Linked DNA regions of Gossypium hirsutum: region 1 is linked to region 2. A link is a contact called in public Hi-C data. All regions are on one chromosome and are shown on one strand. Each heading gives the region's core, a stretch centred on a gene start, on an enhancer-like site or on the middle of the called end of the contact. The rest is flanking DNA. Distances are from core to core; before and after follow the strand shown. Region 1 holds the start of LOC107952046 (probable enoyl-CoA hydratase 1, peroxisomal). Region 2 holds the start of LOC107952043 (protein DOWNSTREAM OF FLC).

The links. A called contact is a pair of places that touch in the nucleus more often than the background predicts.
Region 1: a Hi-C map of leaf shows a contact between it and region 2, with 5 times the contacts expected there. The contact joins the promoter of LOC107952046 here to the promoter of LOC107952043 in region 2. A contact is called at or near these places in 14 of 34 Hi-C or Micro-C datasets (callus, hypocotyl, leaf and 2 more).

What each region holds. Positions count from the first base shown.
Region 1 is chrA02:16,327,928-16,333,071 of Gossypium_hirsutum_v2.1, forward strand. LOC107952046 (probable enoyl-CoA hydratase 1, peroxisomal) reads right to left here and starts at 3,514. Exons shown (of 3, transcript XM_016887285.2): 1 at 2,722-3,514; 2 at 2,358-2,640; 3 at 702-1,004. The coding sequence starts at 3,131. The coding sequence ends at 900.
Region 2 is chrA02:15,953,385-15,958,981 of Gossypium_hirsutum_v2.1, forward strand. LOC107952043 (protein DOWNSTREAM OF FLC) reads left to right here and starts at 4,291. Exons shown (of 2, transcript XM_016887284.2): 1 at 4,291-4,934; 2 at 5,405-5,597. The coding sequence starts at 4,781.

The sequences.
Region 1 (5,144 bases), core at 2,264-4,763, 370 kb after region 2:
ACATATCATATTGAACTAAAAAATAATACAAATATTATATTAAAAAAATGTCAAATTTAAATACCTAATAATATATTAACCCTTTATATAAATATTTTGACCCCTTATCAACAATTCTAACTTGCGAATGTCAGCTGTGGATACCTTAATTACAATAAAATATATTATAAATTAATTTTCTATTTTTATAAAGAGTCGCATTTGGTTATATTATGATAAAATTTCCACCGGCGCAGTAAAAAACCCATGTCTCATTTCGTTTTTATAATTTTTTTATTTTATTTTTTATTGTACCCCAGGCATGCTTCTTTCTTTCAATTTTGCTTTTGATCGTAAACATTTCTAACATAAGTTCACCAAATCTTAGCTCAATATGCATCAATATTATTGTCAATATAGAAAAACATAAATTGAAAAGTATTACAACAGATTATTCTCTTATTTAAAAATTAAAGAAGAAATATAAATAATTTTAAATATTGTATAAAAAAACTAAATACCATAACAGCTTCTAATAAAATTAATCTTAAAAAAAAACATTTGACACACAAAGTAGCAAATAGATTTATTATTTATACATAGAACTCATATTTTTGGTTCCACTCAAGTTCATGATACGTTGATAATTAAATTGGAATTGTCTCAAATAAGATAAATTTTCCATTTGGAATTTGACCCATAGGTTGAAGAAGGCTTAGTCGTAACTAAAGATAGAAGAAGAAATTAAATTAATACATTCCAAACACGGTTTTATCATGTTAAAAACCATATAACTCATTATACAGAACTGATACTTATGTATTAGTAAGAGTCCAGTAACCACAAATTTATTTCCATTATGTTTTCATTATAAAACAGTGACTAAACAACAAGTCAGAAGATGCATGGAAGAGATCATATTACAACTTGGAAGATGGTTTCTTGGAACCCCGCCTAGCTATGAACTCTTGCATCTTCTTAAACTGCTCCGGTGTCATTCCATCGTAGTATTTATGACCCCTCTCCTATAAAAAGAACATGAATTTAAATTGGGAAAATCAGCAAAAAAATCTTAACCCTTCAAACAAGCTCAAGTTGCAAGGACAGAATGCTTAAGAGATGAGTAAACAGAAGCAATGGTAGAACATGGATTCTTTGGAGGAATCATGTATTATCAGCATATAAGGAAGAAATGAGGTGATTGATAGAAGGGAACTATGGAATCATCTGTTATCTCTACATAGGAAACTTTTTTATCAAACCCCTAGCATTACACTTGGTGATTTTCATTGAGATATTTAGGATTGCCCTTACTGAGGAGGAGGCAACTGACTGGGAATGGTTCCTACTAATAGAGAAGATCGCTACACAAATCAACTATTGGATTACAAAGTTCCTATCTTATGCAGGGAAAACTTTAACTCGTTCAGGTAGCGATGTTAAATATCCAGAACAACTGGTACAGTTAATTTTCCTTCTTCCTGGAAGTGTCTAGGACATAATTAATCAACTATCCTCTCGGTTCTACTGAATAAGTAGGGTAAATCAGCCAAGGAGCAAGGTTACGAATTTGCAAAACTAGCTCTGAAAGACGATTTGATTTAAACAACTTATGTTTGGTTTCTATTGTCCCCAGTCGGTTCTCTTTTGGATTACTTGGATTAATAATGCTCATGTGCTCAATGCAAATCAAAACAGCAGCAGAACAGCAGACAAATATTGCAAGTGAGGCTGATAGCTCTTCAGCTTACTAGGCAGCAAGGTTAATCTCGAATTTCTCTGATGTCAAATACTCAGGGTCCTCTCCATATCCCAAAGCCTGCAATGATTTATTAGATGGCTACACTTATTAGGCTGTCAACCTAGGATCATTCACTGTCCTGGAGGATAACACCATACTGTGCGTGTGTTCTGTCAGCCAGAGCAAGAATTTGAAAACTACTTGTTCTTCAAATTGTGCTCTCTAAGAAAGTCTCAAAGGATATTCTATGTCAATGCCAACTCAAAAAAAGCTATACCAGGCTGGGAGGAAGAACAGAGATGGGCAGTAAGATACTTAAGCAGCGAATCCTCGATCAGAATTGTATTGAGTATTGCTAGGACCTTCATCTACCAGATTTGAAGGGAGATAAACAACAGATTATATGGAACTTTTCAGCAGATTACCAAACATACCATCAACCGTGCGAAGACAACCGTTAGCAGGCTAAGAAACCATGTAAAGACACATGGAATACAATCTTTTTCACTTTCTTTTATTCTTGTATTGCATAGCTTTGATTACTTTCTTTTCATTATGTAGCAGCAATTTCCAAGTTCTTTTAGATAAATAAAACCATGCTTATCCAAGAAAAGATATACATAAGCGTAATGAATACCTTTTCCATGGCGAGACCCTCACGAAGATCCAATTTGTACCCATCATTGATCACAGACTTGTACCTGAGAACCAAGTCTTGACTGTTCTTCATAATTGCTCCTGCAAGTTGTCGAGCTTTATTCAGCACTTCATTTTGGTCAACAACATAATTGACAAACCCCAATTTCTCAGCTTCCTCTGCTGACAAAGGCATGGCTGCCAACGACACTTCGCGAGCCTTGTTTGGTCCTATAAAGCGTGCAAGCTTCTGGGATAAACCCCATGAAGGAAATATACCAAATCTACAATCAATTTTTCAAAACACTAAATCAACAAATGATAAAATCAAAGCCTTCGACTTGTTTATCTTCGGCAATTGTTACCTGGCGTGAGTATCAACGAAAGCGGCTCCCTTAGCAGCGACCAGCATATCACAAGCGAGGGCGATCTCGAAGCCGGCAGTAATAGCAAGGCCGTTGATAGCTCCGATGATTGGTTTGGGGCATTGCTCCATCTGAACAACCGGATCCGTCTCCGGGTCCTTAACGTCACCCTTGAAAACATCTTGTGCAGCCGTCAAATCCACGCCTGAACAGAAAGCCCGTCCAGCTCCAGACAAGATGATGACCCGCACCGAGTTGTCCTTCGCAAGAGCCTTGAAAGCCTTGGCCAAGTCCACCATCATGGGCCGGGTCAAGGAGTTGAGAGATTTGGGTCGATTGATGGTAACAGTAGCGATCCCATCAGGTTCACGGGTCACAATGATCAGCTTCTCAGAGGAGGAACCCTCCATTTTTACAGGAAAAGGAAAGAAAGGGAAAGATCCAAAAGAGGAGATGAATAAATTTTATTGCAATTTTGGAAATGGTTACATAAAATAAATATTTTCAACATGGATCTGGTTTTTGGTAGTTGTGTTTCGTCATCATCATTGATTGCGTGTAGATAATGCCTTGCATTACGTGTCTGATAACGGCAACATGGAGATGGAGATGGGAAGCGGATAAGAACATAAGAAAACAAAAAAATCCCACTCCCTACGTGTCTGATCTGGTTTTTTGGTAATTGTGTTTCGTCATAATATTTTATTTCATTTAAGGGTAAACTGCAAACTCATCAAGATATAGCTTAAGAAAAATGCCACTCAATCGTAGATCTATAAGTGTCCCAACTCACTTGTCTAAGTCCGGAGATCTGAATATTATATTTTAAGCCCATTGCCCGCAAACTCAAACATGCATATCAAAGTCCAAGTAATAGGTCAGCCGAAAATGTAAAGAACTAACAGCCCAAAATGCATTTTTCTTTTTATTCTAATAAAACAAACCCTAAAATGCTTACAGTCTCAAATTTCCTTTCTGCCCTTCTTTCACTCCCACAAACAACTCAGTCTCGATTCTTGTTTCTTTTTGTTGAAAAGTCAACAAAGGTAAGAAGCAACTTGTTAAAAAGGTGAAGCAAGTTGCACCGAATGTTGAAAAGTTGAATGGGATAATTGCAATTTTGGTCCCTAATTTTTTAGGCCATTTGCAAGTTAGTCCCTGAATTTCAACTATAAATAGACCTTCTCATTTTTCATTTCAACTATCCCAACCAATCTTTCTCTCTTAGTTTTCTCTCTTCTCCCATTTGAGAATTCTTAAGGAATTGTATTTGTTTGTATTATTTTGGAGATAATAAAGTTATCATCTGGTGTTAGTGCCTGAGGACGTAGGTATAATTTACCGAACCTCGTTAAAACTCTTGTGTTTTTTCTTGTCCTATTTTTCTTTCAATATTTGAGGGTATAATAGCAGTATTTAATGTGCTATTAAATTACTATAGAATGAATATTCTAACTAAGGAAAGACTTGGTATTTAAGAGATCCATGTGATCCACCTCTCTTCCCTAGGAATTGAACTTTGTGTGATTTTTTAGTACAATAATTTACACGCTTCCGACCCTATTGGAACTACAAGTGGTATCAAGAGCCGAAGGTTAATCGTAGTATGCTCTGTGGTTGCAGTTTAAACTGATCTTCCACATAAAAAAAGATTTCCTTAGGTATATTGAAAGATTATGGAGAAAACGGTCGGTGTAGGAGCTTCAACATCGTCCATGTGGACAAGACCGACAATTGCAAATGCAAGATTGGCCGTGGAGATCTTTGATGGCACGGGCCATTTTGGTATGTGGCAAAGTGAGGTTCTAGATGCCCTTTTTCAGCAGGGTCTAGACATTACCATTGATGAAGAGAAACAAGATGATGTACAGGAGAAAGATTGGAATGCGATCAATCGGTTGGCATGTGGCACAATTTGATCATGCCTTTCTCGAGAGCAGAGGTATGCTTTTTCAAAGGAAACTTCTGCAAATAAGTTGTGGGTGGCACTTGAAGAAAATTTTTTGAAGAAAAACAGTCAAAATAAGCTCCACTTGAAGAAAAGACTATTTCGTTTCACTTACGTCCCAAGTACCACAATGAATGATCACATCACCAAATTTAATCAGTTAGTCACTGATTTGCTGAATATGGATGAGACATTCAAAGATGAAGATTTGGCTTTGATGGTGTTGGGGTCACTTCCTGAGGAGTTTGAGTTCCTAGAAACTACTCTACTTCATGGCAGGAGTGATATATCTCTGAGCGAAGTCTGTGCGGCCTTATACAGTTATGAACAGAGAAAGAAGGACAAACAGAAAAACTTAATCAGAGATACAGAAGCTTTAGTAGTCCGAGGTCGTTCATACACTCGGAAGAAAATTCAGAAAGGGAGATCAAAGTCAAAGTCCAGACTTGGGAAAGATGAATGTGCCTTTTGTCAT
Region 2 (5,597 bases), core at 3,041-5,540:
CAAACGGCATCAGTATTGAAGCTCTGTACAGGGAGATATCTAGGTCGTAATGCGCAAAGGTCAGTGTAGTCGACCCCAGTAACATGGGAGACTTTGACTAATAAACTGTACTAATTGGCCGACCAAAAATTCTAGAAAAAAATATGTAGATGGGAATATGAGTCTAGTTTCAGGGAAAATTCACGGAACTGGATTTCGAGTTCCAGAACTCAAGCTATGATTTTTAAAGCGACTAGCACGCAGATTGGCAGCTTGTCTGGAAAAATTTTAATAAGTGGTTTGAAGTCTGTTAACACCTCGTGTTCGACTCCGGCGACGGTCTCGGGTTCGGGGTGTTACACATCCTAGTTAAATGACATAGAAGCATAATTAAATCAATTCAAGTGCATTTATTTGTATATAGACTTACCTCGTACGGATTCAGATGAATGAAATCGGTTACTCTACAACTTTCGACTTTCCCTGATCTAACTCCGTATTCTTTAATTATTAATCTAAATAAATTCAAATTTAACTTATTCAATCACAAATTCATTCAAAACAATCCATAGATCATATTTAGGGCAATTTGCAAACTAGCCCTCACATTTTCACAATTTGATACTTTAGTCCCTAATTTACAAAATCACAAAATGCACATAATTTGAATATACACATGCTTAGCCGAATTCTCCTAGCAGTCATAAAAGTCCATACATTTCATTTATTTCACATTTTAGTCCCTCAAAGTAACATTTTTACAATTTAGCCCATTTTACTCAAAATCATCAAAAATCCAAAGACAAAACATATAAACCCAACATCAAACTTTCATATTTCATCATATAACAACATAAAGTTCATGAATTCATCCATGTTTCATTTCAAAATCATCATCAAAATTAGAAATTGAGCCATGGGCTTGATAGTATGCGAAGCAACAATTACAAAAACATAAAAATTATCAAAAACCGAAGCAAAAACATACCTAAATCAAAGCTTGCAAGTGCCGAACCCTATCAAAGCTTTTCTCTTTTCTTTTATTTTTATTTTCGGCAATGAAGAACACCAAATGAGTTATTTTCATGTTTTGTTTTATTTTAATTACTATAATAAACATTTTACAATTTTATCCATGAATTATAACACTAACAAATTATGCATATCAAGGTCATATATGTCCATTAACCATGTAAATGGTATAATAACCACATAAGGACCTCTCAAATAATAAGCCAAATCAAATAGGCACTTTTAACAAACAACAGGAAACTTTTATATTTTATGCGATTAGGTCTTTTTTCAAAATTAAGCACACAAACATTCAAATTTTCATACGAGACTTTCACACATTCTCATTAACATATCATAAACACGAAAAATAATATTTAAAATATTTTTTTGACTCGAATTTGTGGTTCTGAAATCACTATTTCGACTAGGGTCAAAACCGGATTGTTACACATCAACTATGTTACCGTATATATCTGTGTGTCTAATTTAATTATTAATTAAAATTAGCATCATTACAGGTAAGGTAAAAACCAACATTTGTCCGACTATTAACTATGAAAATGGTTGAATTATTGATTCAGTCCCTAATAGATTATCATGTTACTACAAGCGAAAGAAATCCATAATGGTTAAGTTTTACCACCTATACTATTTTATCCCTATACTAAAATAGATTAGTCCATCAATCAAATTAACAAAGCAGAATTTCACATAATACTATAATAGACTAAAAGATATTAAATATTAAAACTTATTGACTCAATCATTAGTAAACGGGAACCACCATTTTCGGTACAGTTGAAAACGTGCTGTTACAAATACCTTTTTCAGTATTGAAACGAAATTGGCATTCAGACTTTTAAAGTATTTATCAAGTATCAATACAGTATTGATACCTTTTATTTGGTATCGATAAATTTCCCTTGATATTGATGTCGATAGCTCCAACGATCACTAAATTGGGCATTAAATGCTAATAGTATCAATACCTATAAAAAAAGTATCGATTCCTATAGTTGCAAGTGACATTAATGCACAGATTATTTCATCCCTAACGGTTCTATTCAATTTCTCAACAACCACAACAGTTGGAAATCATTTAAAGGGTATAAATACCAGCTTCCAAAAGGTCTACAACAATAAGAGAGATTGTCCAAGCTCAAATTTCAATTAAACAACCTTTGTGCTTAAATTTTCATACTTTTCTTATACACACTTATAAGTTTTCATTGTTATTCATTTAGCCTAAGTGTTTTCTTTTTTCATTTGTGCTCAATTGGCAAACAATTCAATCTTGTAAGGATTAATTCTTAGTTTGCTTATTTGTTTCACTCTTTAAGAGGTTATATCTTAAGGTTTGGGTAAAAACTTTAAGGGAGTTGTAAGGTTAAACCTTGCCCTCAAAAGTTAATCAAATTAATGAATTTGAGAAAATCCTTAGCAGTGGAAAGCTAAGGTAGTGGAATAGGCAATTAGGGTCGAACCACTCTAAATCGTTATGTTCAATTGTTCTAATTTTTTTTTCTTTCAAGCTTCCACAATTTTTTAGAAGCCAATTTACCTCCCTCTTGGCGATTTTGGATTGATTAATTGAGCTAACATTTTCTTTTAATTTAACTTTTATACATAGTTTAACTTTTAATTAAACATAATTAATTAATTAAATCTTAATTAATTAGGATTTAATCACAATTAGCAAAGTTAGTGGATTCTAGCTATCCGCCACCACTATTTGGAGTAATTTGAAGGGTCCATTTGTTCAAGTGGTCCTTGGATTAATTAGAAAGAAATTAACTTTGATCACTTTTACAAATTAGTCATTGTATCTTAATTAATTATCCATTTAACAAAATTAAGGGACCAAAATTCAGTTAACCTTTATTCTAACCTCGTAAATATTAAATAACAATATTTACAAGCTCGAACATCAGAAATGGGTTCCAAAATAACCGTTTTTCAACACCACTGAAAAACATACTATTACATAATACCTTCATCTATGATTGTAAGTATTGACATAGGGGTCATATCTCCATTGTGGCCAATCGAGAAATCCTACAATTGTATTGGCATTTTTGTTTGCATCTTTAAGAAGTATAGGGCATGAATCAATTTGGTGGCCATAAATAGCGCATATACCACATGCTGTAACATGTTGACTATTTCCTAAAACTAATTGTTCAACGAGTGAAATTAGCTTATCAAGATGACTTTCAATAGAAGATGAATTTACCTCATTCGCTCTACTTGGAATTATCGTTTGAATCCTCCAACTATATTAAGATGTTCTTTTGTATCTGCAAGAAGTATAAGACATGTATATGTTTTGTGGTCATAATTCAATACAACAAATTTGCTCATTAGTGGCATTTAAAAATTGTCGTTGAAAATTACATTTATGTCATTATTTGCATTTGGTGATGCAAATTTGTCATCATGGCATTCGTCACGTTAAGTGTGTCATTAAAGGTTAAAAGAGACGTATTTTTATTCATAACATATTATTAAGAATATGATGACAACAAAATATAATGTCATAATATAATTCGTATACGGTGATAACTAGTTGAGTCACGTAATGATATAAGATTTTGTATTTGATCATTTTTATTGTCACCAATAATAAAATAATGTGCAATGTATAGGTGATTAAAGCGATATCCAAGAGAATTAATGATGTATTATATCGTCACTTAATATAATAAAATAATAAAATTTATAAACACCAAATTTCATTGGGATCAAAATTAATATTTTATGATAAATATATTTGAATTAATACTAAACTAAACATTTCAATTTGGTATTGAAAAATTTTCAAATTCAATTTAATTTCGAATTAAATGTTAATTTGAAACATTGAGAAGTTGGGTTTCTTTTTAATTTTCAGCTGCAATTGAAATTGAAGCCTAGGAATATTGAATTTTAAACTTATTTGGGTCTTATTTTCTAATGTTTTGAGACATTTTCCATTTACTTTTTATTTAGGTTTTCATAAATATATATTTAATAAAAAAATTCAGAAAATTACAAAAATTTAAAAATATTTTTCATATCCTCCGTAACACATTTCAATCAAATTAGTGAATTCTCCATCTATAATTAGTGAAGTCTTTATTTAAGCATGTTGAAACAAGTTTATTACGAAAAGGTTTAGTTATTATATGATGAAATTGAAAAACTGAAATCTTGAGTGACCTCTTTCTCTATTTTTCTTTATTTAATTAATAAAAAATCTCACATAATTGGTACCGTTAATTATAGGATTCATGTGATGCGGCACCGTTCCCGCTTTGCTTGCTCTGCCAACCTTCTCAAACAGCCCCCCATGTGACCACCGACAACTGCCAGCTGCAATCAATTAGGACCCGTGTTCTATCCTCTACGCTCCATATCTCCACTCTGCCCTTCAACTTGCCACTAATAAATCGCCACGTCATCAAACTCATCACTCCCATTTGCCAAAACACCCTTGTTTTCCATCAAAATTACCAAATCAACACCACCGTTTTGACGTGGCATCCCAAACCAGCAGCTCATACAGCTTATCCACCACACACGAATATACTCCTCAACGCGGCTAAGCCAGTTTTCATTATTATTCTTATTCAATTTTCACTTTTATTTAATTTCCTTATCTTACCCCCACTTTATCATCATCACTGTCTCTTTAGCCTTTACCCTTTGTTTCTTTGATTTGTTTCTAAGGATTTAATCTCTAAACCTTCTTCCCATTTCTTCATTACATTGTTCAAGAACAAACAAAAAAAAAAAGAAGCAAAAAAACATGGCCAAAGTTCTGTTGTTCATTGCTCTATGTGTGCTTCCAGCTTTGGTTAGTGCTACACGCATTCTGAATAACCAATTGGTGGTTGAAGGCTATGTGTACTGTGATACTTGCCGTGCTGGTTTTGAAACCCCTAAGACTAGAAGGCTAGCTGGTAAATTCCATTTCTAACATACTTTAATCTTAATCTACGTTTTGCTATGTTGGCTTTTGTGTATATGTTGGTGACATTGTTAGATCTGGTGTTCTAGGTTTTAAAGTGGTAGATCTGTGAAGTAGTTTGTAGGTTTTGATGTTACATTGAGTGACAGTGAATGAAAGGGTGTGTAAACATAAAATAATGGGAACAACCATGACATGTTGGACTGGATCAGTAGGCGGTTCAAAGATGCAAATTTTAATAGAAAGGGGGAAAATTTAAGGTTTAAGATGATAATTTTGCTCATAGATTTATAAACCCAAAAATGTTGGTTCTTGGACATGGAACAGGATGTTGTGTATTGTTTAATGGCTGTGTTGCCTGGATCCTTCTTTCCCCTTGTCTGATCTATGTGATGTTTAATATTGGTAAATTTGTCGTATTTGGTTCTGAATCTTGGTATACTGATATCATGTGCTTTGTAGATGCCATGGTTAAGCTGGTATGCTCCGACAGGAAGACCGGCGGAGTTGTTTTCGAGAAGGAGGGATATACCGACAAAACCGGAAAATACCAGATTCGTGTATCCGAGGATCACTTGGATCAGATCTGTGATGCAGTTCTTGTGAAGAGCCCCCAGCTTGGATGTGCCACAATGTCCCCCGGTCGTGAACGTGC